2 separate regions of the Arachis hypogaea genome follow, and region 2 is linked to region 1. A link is a contact called in public Hi-C data. All regions are on one chromosome and are shown on one strand. Each heading gives the region's core, a stretch centred on a gene start, on an enhancer-like site or on the middle of the called end of the contact. The rest is flanking DNA. Distances are from core to core; before and after follow the strand shown. Region 1 holds the start of LOC112784292 (NAC domain-containing protein 92). Region 2 has its middle 36 kb from the start of LOC112782319.

Region 1 (4,590 bases), core at 1,501-4,000:
AAAAATTAAACCAATTCTAATCATAATCCTAATTCTCTAAAAATTCCATAGGGAACCATTGTCCACATGTCCTACAGAATCATATGCATAATATTCCTGATTCTCAAATGATGTTTGGAACACTTCTCTATTGTTGTACATCAAAGAGAACATGTCAGCATCAAAGTCCGTCTCCTTAGACGCATTACTTGTAGGGGCATTTTCGGAAATATCCCATGTGGCAGGGTTAAGGGTGTCTAAATCTGAAGAATCATAGGATGAAGAATAAGGTGGTTGTTGTTCCAAGAAAGGAGTTTCAATGCTATCAAATATGATGTCATCATTATTATTATCATCATCACGTGTGATTGGATTTGGATCCTCACTTTGATTATTTGGGTCTGATGAAAAGAATGTTACTTGTGAAGAATCCATTAATTGGGGAAGTTCCTTATTTTCATAGGAGCTGAACTCAACCAATCCCTGTGGTTGTGGAACATGCATTACTTTCTTTTCACTTTTGTGTAGAACTCTGCACAAAGCCCACTCTTTCTGAAATGAAAAAATAAAAATAGAAAAGGAACCATGTTAACAAATACTAAATTCAAATCAAATTAATTTGCATGAATTGTTAATGTTAAATATTTTATTTTATATAGATATTCAGTTATGTATTACTATATCAGTATATATAAATGTTAACTCAATTATTAACTATCTCAAAAATAAGCCATACATATGCATTATGTATAAAATTAATAGTGTAAAATTGAACGAAAGTTGCATGAATATATAGGTATCCGGATATGTATACACGAAAAGTTTTCATATATTTTATATATAAATACATGTGTTATTTAAATTATTTTTAATATATATTTTATAATAATAACTAATTTTAATATACATCTAACATGATTGATATATACAAAATACAAAAATTTTAGAAAATAAAAAGGTACAGATACGTAGGTATATATATAAATAAACTTTACAAAATATATTTCTCAACTAATAAAATACATTTTATGTCAAATTTATCATTAACATAGTCTAAATAATTGATATTAAATTAAAAAATAAACATTTAAATTGTCTAAATAATTAACTTAATAACTTAAAATACATATCTAAATAATTTTGAAAAAAATTTAACCAAAATAATGTTATTTTAAATTAATTTAAACAAAAAACAGAACCAAACCACAATATATACAAAAAAATATAAAAAAAATAAATTTTAATTAGCCAATTTTAATATTTAAATTTATAATTTATAATTAAAAATAAAAAATTTATGATTTAAAGTCTGAAATTTAAAATAAATAAAATAATTTTAAAAAATTAACTGTTGTTAGCTAAAAAAAGTTAATGACTTAATATTATTCATACTAAAAATGTACTTTTATAGTTTTTTATTTTATTTTTTGGTTAAATGTCACATATATACAACACGTGTATTCATACTTTTTATGTACAAATACGGTTATATCGACAAAAATAACTACTCCATCCAAAGAGATTAATGTATTACTAATTCAAAAGTTATAAATACATGCATCAAATTAAATGACAATATAATTTTTTTTTCTGACATGGCTGATGCATACTGATTGAACTCTAATTACCTTGGTTTCTTTGGGTAGATTGTATATAGAAGGTTTATTATCGCCTTCCAACCTATATTCATGCATGACCCAATTTGTCTTTTCACCATTTGGAGCTCTTCCTTTGTAGAAAACAAGTGTTTTCTTCATCCCAATAAGTGCTTTTGCTTTTGCATTGTATATCTCTCTGTCTTTCCCTGTGGCCTTCCAGTACCCAGCGCCAGTGGCTCTATTTGTCCTTCAAACAGAAAAAATACAATTCTTTTTCTCCCATTTTGCCCCTCCCTTCATTGAAAAAAATTAAAATAATAAATAAAAATCACAAATTTTGAAGTCAAAATAAATCAAAGGATGCTAAATAAAAAATAATATCATTAAAAACTATATTTCTACATATATATAAGTATACACCAAGATAGAATAACAACAATTTTTTAAATATTTTACGACGATTTTAAACCGCTGCAAAATGAAATATCAACATTTTAAACATCATATTTTAAGACACAGAGAAACAAATTCACAGTAATTTCCAGTAACTATTGGCGGCAGTTTATAACTAAAAAATATAATGCCATAAACAAAAAGTTACTTATTATACATATTTTCTACTTAAATAGGCATTTAAGAAATTTTCAGGAAAAAGTCATTTACATGTTATTTAAATATTCAGAACTAGTTAAAATCTCATTTATAATATTAAGATTTACATTAAAAAAAGAATGATTGAATAATGATGAATATTTTTAAAATATATTTCAAAGGCACATAATAAAAAGAGAATCAAATGATGAAAACCCAATTTATTTCTGAAAGGGAAAATAACAATTGAGATACTGACAAGGTAAATCCCAAGGCTCACACTTGTTGAAATCAGCCTCTCCAATAATGGCAGTTGCATAGAAGCAGCTACCAACAACCTTCTGAGAGAGGTAGTGAGTTATGAGCTCTTCATCTGTTGGATGAAACCTGAAACCTGGTGGCAGTTCAATCTTTGTATTCATTTCTATGTTATTATTTCTATTATTATTGGTCTTGATGTATTAAATTGTTATGTAACTGAAGAGAAGAAAAAAGAGAGATAGAGAATAATGGAAGGAGTAGAGTTGAATGAAGATGTTGTTCTTATTAAGTGCTTATAAATAGTGGATTTTATATATATATTTGAAAAATTGGGTGCATAGTTCAGAGAACCTTGGCTTTATTATAGTTATAGATAGAAAAACTATTGGGAAGTTTCATGCTTTTTATATTTTAGGTTTGTGTCTTTATTACTTTTATGGGATAAGTTAAGTTTTGATATCCAAAACTGAAAACTTGACCAAGAACACTTCACCCAATTAATTAGATAGCCTTTCACGTAACTGTTTACATCCCTTGTGTTTTTGTGCATACATATCTCTAGTAATTATCCTTTTACTTCTTGACTCAAACAATGATTCACTAATTTATACATAGCTAGTTCTCTATTTTATTTTATTTTAATTTTTTTATTATTTTTTACACAGATACTTTTTTGATTTATTGTGTTTAAACGTATCGAACACATTTCGAATATAATATTTATCGACATGCATCTGACACACGTATTTTGTATGTCCAACAGTATCTTAATAAAAAAAAATTTTTTCAAACATATTTAGACATTTAAATTTCATCATGTATTAACATGTCAAACCTTATTTTTAACATATATTCTTAAAATGAGTAATTTAAAAATAATATATATTATTAATTATTAAAACAAAAATATTTTAAATATTTTATTTAAAAAATATTTTATATTTTATATATATATATATATTATTTTTCATATCTTATAAAAATTTTAAATTTATATATTCACGTCTCCTATATTATATCATATCTCATATATATGGTAATGTTCATACATCATAGATGATTATACATGTCCCTGTTGATATCCTGTGCTCTCCATTATATTCATATATCTTACAATAAAACTCTATATTTTAGAAAATATAAACAACATACAAGAATGAAATTTTAAAAATTTTTATATAAATTTTAATATTATGTCATAACATAATTTTTTAAAAATATGAAATTTTACTCTTTCATTGTACTTTCATAAAAGTTGACCTTACATATGATGTGTACATATGTAATATTATTGTTTTCTTTTAATTTCAACGCTAAAAGGAAAAAGGAGTTACCTCCAACCCATACATTGCTTTACACTTTAATAATTGTGTACTGTTGATATTTATCCACAACAGACGAAAAACCTCACTCTTTTCATCAAAATAAAAAAATAAATAAAATAAGAACACACCTCTAGCATGTTATATATATAACCAACTTTTTTCTCAGGAGAAAAATTGGTCCAGATCAACCTTATCCAGAAGCATGGTCAATATGCATGTTGAAGTTATAATTTAAGTACAAAAAAGTTACGTTAAATGAATAACAAAATTAAAGAAAAAAGAGGTGTGTTATAGTTTGGAACAATGTGGGAAGTTTAATAGAAGAAGGTTAACAAACAAATGGAGAAAGGATTTAATTTTTATGTATAAATATATTAAATATTTAATATAGTATTTATATTTATTTTTAATATAATTATTCGTTCCATAAATATAAAAACGAGTTTTATATATATATATATAGGAAGTAAGTTGAGATGAGTCGAGTTAGACTAAACTCAAGCTCGACTCACGAAAATTAAGCTTGGCTCACGATTCGACTCATTAACAATCGAACCTATTTTGTAAGCTCAAGTTTGGCTCAACAAAAGTTCACGAGTTGGTTTAAATAATAGAAACATAGACTATAATTCTATATCAATAAATTATAACTTATATATATTAGAAAATATTTAAAAAAAATCAATTTTATATATTGTCTATCTATCAATTATAAATTTTTTATTTATATTTTACATTAAAATTATATATAAAAAATAAAATAAAATTTTAAATAATTAAGGACATTAATATATATAATTGAACTAGCTCATGAGCTAATGAACTGAGCTCATCCA
Region 2 (4,590 bases), core at 527-3,026, 77 kb before region 1:
AAACCCTTCTTCGAATCCAGTCATCATCCATTCAAACTCATCGTCGAATTCTTCTCCTCAGGTAGAGTGTGCCATTGCGAGCAACAGTAACAGAGATCTGTAGCACCAAGGTCCTCCCCAAGCTCCACCACCGCCAAACCTTATTCGAACTCCAACACAACTCTACAGCAACAACATTTCCTTTGTGTTAGAACATCACATCTCGAAACCCCTTAATCCCTATTTCAATGGGTCTCCTTGGCACCTTAACCCTCATCATCAACATCCTCAACCATCCCTCTTGCACTTGTGCGTACTAAATCACTTTCACCCATCTCAAACAACAAGAAAAAGAAGAACAAGAACAAGAAGAAATAAGGGGAGGGACCGACCATAGAGTCTGGGTTTGGAGCGGCCATGCCCAGCTTGGCCTAATCCACCCTGATGGATGTCCCGTACCCAAGAATCCTCGGTTAGAAGTCCCTACAGTGTCTCCTGATGGAGGGTTTGGGGCTTTGCAAGCTCAGAACAAGGTGTCTCAAGCTTTAAGAGAATTCGTCTTAAATGGTGATGACGATGATAATTATGATGATGACGATGACGATGACAACGACGATGTTGAGTGGAAGAATATGAGGGGTTCTTTTAGAGAGAGAGAGCGCGCAAGCTAGAGGTCACCGGCAATGGAGGGTTGAAGATAAAGAGATGGTGGAAATAGAGGATTGTGAAGGTTTGGAATTTAGAAAAGAAAAGATACGTGTGGAATTGAGGATGAAGATAAAGAGTGGGAGTAATTTGAAAATTTAATTAAAAAGTCAACAAAAAATTAGAATTTGAGTACTTTTGTCACACAAAATTCATCTTTTATTGGTACAACATTAGTCTCTTTATTTGATGGGTACTTTTGTAAGTATTCGTAAAGTTTATGAGCATAAATGATTATTTTTTCTTAAATTGTAAGATATGTACGTTAATAATGTGTTATATTTCCGTCACTTTTAGAATTTTTCACTCTTTTCTTTCACATCGTATTACTATAGATGTATATAATAAGGTCAATTATAGTGTAAAAATGTAAATTCATATAGAAAAAACAGATATTTATTTTAAACCATACAAATTATTATTTAATAATACTAGTGATGCTGTTGATGTTGATACACACGTGTAGCTGTTTTTAACCAAAAAAAAAACATAATCTGTACAAAATATATTTTTCCAGTAGTATTTTTCATATAATAAAAAGGTAAAAGATATTTTTTATTTAAAAATTTTAAGTTTTAATTTATTTTTATTTTATTCTCAATAATTTTTATTTGCATTCATTTTATCCTAATTTTTAAAATTTTCTGGTTAAAATAAATCACCAAATAAAAAATATATTTTATCTTAATAAAAATAACTAAATAAATGATTATGACCTCTTCCAAAGGAACACTAATAACGATGATAATGAGTATGATATAAGGAGTCAGCAATCACTACGATATACCCCCATCACCATAGACATAAAGGTGACAAATTAAAGACAACTAGCCCAAAAAAAAAAAAAAAAAGTAGGATATGCTTTATGTTCGTGTGGCTAAGTTGAGGTGAATTAATCAATTTAGATTATCAGTTGAGTAATTAACTCATTTTTTTGTTTAAAAATATATCAAAAATTTAATTTTTATTTTATATATATAATAATTTATTAGTCAACAGTAAATCTTTAAATAAATTTTAGATTTACAACAGACTAATTTTTAATCTGTTAAGTTATAAGATACTTTGGGGGAGAGAGAGAGAGCCACTAATTAAATTGAGCGGGGCACCACATATATATTGAAAAGCATTGGGACCATCTTGGAAAGAACACACATACATAACACTACTCGAATTAATTAATTTTATTATTGGTAAAGAATAATTTTAGTGGAAGTATTTTTGAGTAAATAAGACATCATATCATATAATGTATATCACATTCAAAAGATAGTGATCACGCACCAAACAGCATTTTCATCCTCTATGAGTCTATGGTCCATTATTTCTTCATCATAAAACCAAATCTTGAGCACTTATTTTTTCCAAAATAATTAATTAAAGTGCTATAGGTTTCATCTACTATAGATATTTAGTTTCTTAACATTCAAACGTTTAATTAGCTAAATTAACTCGTAAAAAGAATTGAAGAAATAACTTTTTTTTAACTCGTTGCCTAATTAATTAAATGTATATCACCATGACCTTTTTATACATATTTTGATATGTTCTATATATCAAGATATATTAAATTTTTGAGGCAAAAGATTTTCTTGAACTAAAAACTATACTAAAACGACCACCCTAATTAACTAAACGTTTTCTTCTCTATTTCATTAATCATAAACTGATTACTACGTTCATCATATACAATCACAAAGATTCTAGAACTCTATTGGAATATTTCTAATTCGTTAGCTATTGAACCAATTTTTTTTTATCATCATGAACATTATTAAATTTACATTATTGGATTATTTTGATGTACTGTGCACAAAGTTAATTTGATATATTATTTTGAGGGGTTATAATGGTGCAAATAAAGTAATGAACATAAATAGGACCCGATTCTTTTTTTCTCTCTTTTTTTTTAGGGGTTTGTTTTTCATTATATTTTTGGGAAGAAATTAAAATAGGCCCTATGGCCTGGTACAGAACAGAATGGACCTGGGTAGATATTCATATTTCTGATATCATCTAAATCTAATTGCCACGGTATTGGGCTAAGCAAAAACAGTTGGATTGTGTCACCTATTGAGCCGAACAAAAATTGTTTCTATCTATTATTGAGAAAAAAATTATTCCTGCCAAAAAAAAAAACGTTATCTTACTTTCCTCTTTTTCCAGCAGAATAAAATTATTCCACAACTAATTTGGGTTAGTTTAATAATTAACTCACTAATCTATTTAAACAAGTGTTAGAAATTCGAATCTCTCATTGTACATTCATGAATTCATTGGCCAATAATAAACCATTAAATAGAATTCAGATTTCTAATAGACTAAATATTTGCATCTCAAATTAGGAGATACCATTAAAAAATTTATTTCCTGACCCCAAAAAAAATGCTGAATAAAATTATTCCTACACCTCAATTTTTATATACCATATTTTTTTAACCCCTTTTTCCCTCACTTTTTCCCCTTAAAATTTCTTATTATTCTCTCCACAACATTTTCTACGTCATTGTTTTCAAAAGTTATCATATTATTCTTACAAGTTACTCCACTTTTTTTAAAGGTTAACACATCTTTCATATCAAATAAATTAATTTTTAACAAAAAAATTTGATATATTAGTTCATAATCATTTATAACATTATTAGATAAATTAGTTCTTAACAATAGACAAATTAATCTATTGTCTTTTAAAATTTTAAACAGTTTAATTTCTCAATTATATTATTTTTAAAAATATTATAGACTAACTTGTCCGGTTTTCTAAAATATTAGACATTAATTGTGTTCTTTTCATTCTATCAAAAATTAATTTGTTTAATATTTTAAAAAACTAAAGACCAATTTGCTAATTTTTTTTTATTACAAAGTAATTTGTCTTATCCAAAAATTATTAAGAACTAATTTAGTAAATCACTCTATCATCCACAAACAAAAGCTAATATAGCTAGTGTCCCCAGCTACTAGATTCAGAATGATATAAGTCTTACAAGTGGAATTAAGCATATATTGTTAATAAAAATGTTAGAGAAACAACAAAAATCAATTCAAATTAGTGTAAAGTTATTTTATTTTATATTTATTAATTATTTTTTAAATATATAATATTAGATATTATAAATATATAATTGTATATAATTTTAAATTAAATTAAATAACTTTAAATTATTATCTCCTTATTATATCGGATTTTTTATTTTAATAAATAAATTAAATATAATAATTACCAAAATAAATAATTTAAAAAATATTTACCAAAATAAATATCTTTCTTTTATCTTGTTTACAGTTTACGAGATAATTTTGCATGTATCTCGTTTACCGTATAAATGAGATATATGTAGGTTTTCAATTTTCGTTTATCTCGTCAGTGTAAATGAGATAAATGTTATCTCGTTTATACGGTAAACGAGATATATGCATTTATAAATAATTACATATCATTTTTTAAAGTAATAAAAAATATTAATGCTTTTAATTTGACCAAACTCTTAAAAATGGAATGTTTCAAATAATAAAAAAGATAAACTGTACATTTTAAATAATAGAGAAGATGGACTGTGTTAATAGGAGTTAATACTCAAATTGACCCCTGAAATTTGATCCCCGACTCAATTTAGCCCTCAAAGTTTCAATTGACTCTAATTGTACCCTGAAATTTTGTCCCGCGTATCAATTTGACCCTTCCGTCGTTATCCGTCACTGGAAAGCTGACCTGGCAATTTTGGTAGACACCTAGCACCCTAGCAGTTAGATGACGTGGCAAAATGTTTGAAGGCATCAATTTAACCCCTAAAAATTTCAAATAAAACCTAGAAGTCCCAATTTTCCCAAATCGCAAGAGTGTCTCTAAGAGGTGAGAAGAATGTTGGGAAGCAGCAGCCAAGGCTCAGGTAGCTCTAGTAGAGC

What was found. Hi-C and Micro-C count contacts between places; a contact is called where the count stands out from the background.
Region 2: a contact with region 1 is called in a Hi-C map of leaf, with 3 times the contacts expected there. The contact joins the enhancer-like site here to the promoter of LOC112784292 in region 1. A contact is called at or near these places in 2 of 8 Hi-C or Micro-C datasets (both in leaf).

The regions. Positions count from the first base shown.
Region 1 is chr20:134,320,597-134,325,186 of arahy.Tifrunner.gnm2.J5K5, reverse strand. LOC112784292 (NAC domain-containing protein 92) reads right to left here and starts at 2,750. Exons shown (of 4, transcript XM_072230154.1): 1 at 2,428-2,750; 2 at 1,824-1,871; 3 at 1,608-1,822; 4 at 1-531. The coding sequence starts at 2,590. The coding sequence ends at 37.
Region 2 is chr20:134,396,172-134,400,761 of arahy.Tifrunner.gnm2.J5K5, reverse strand. No RefSeq gene overlaps it. Among protein-coding and RNA genes, the nearest start is that of LOC112782319, 36 kb to the left of the region's middle. Within about 2 kb of position 1,776, at least 2 of the 3 cell types and tissues checked have open chromatin away from gene starts, as enhancers often do.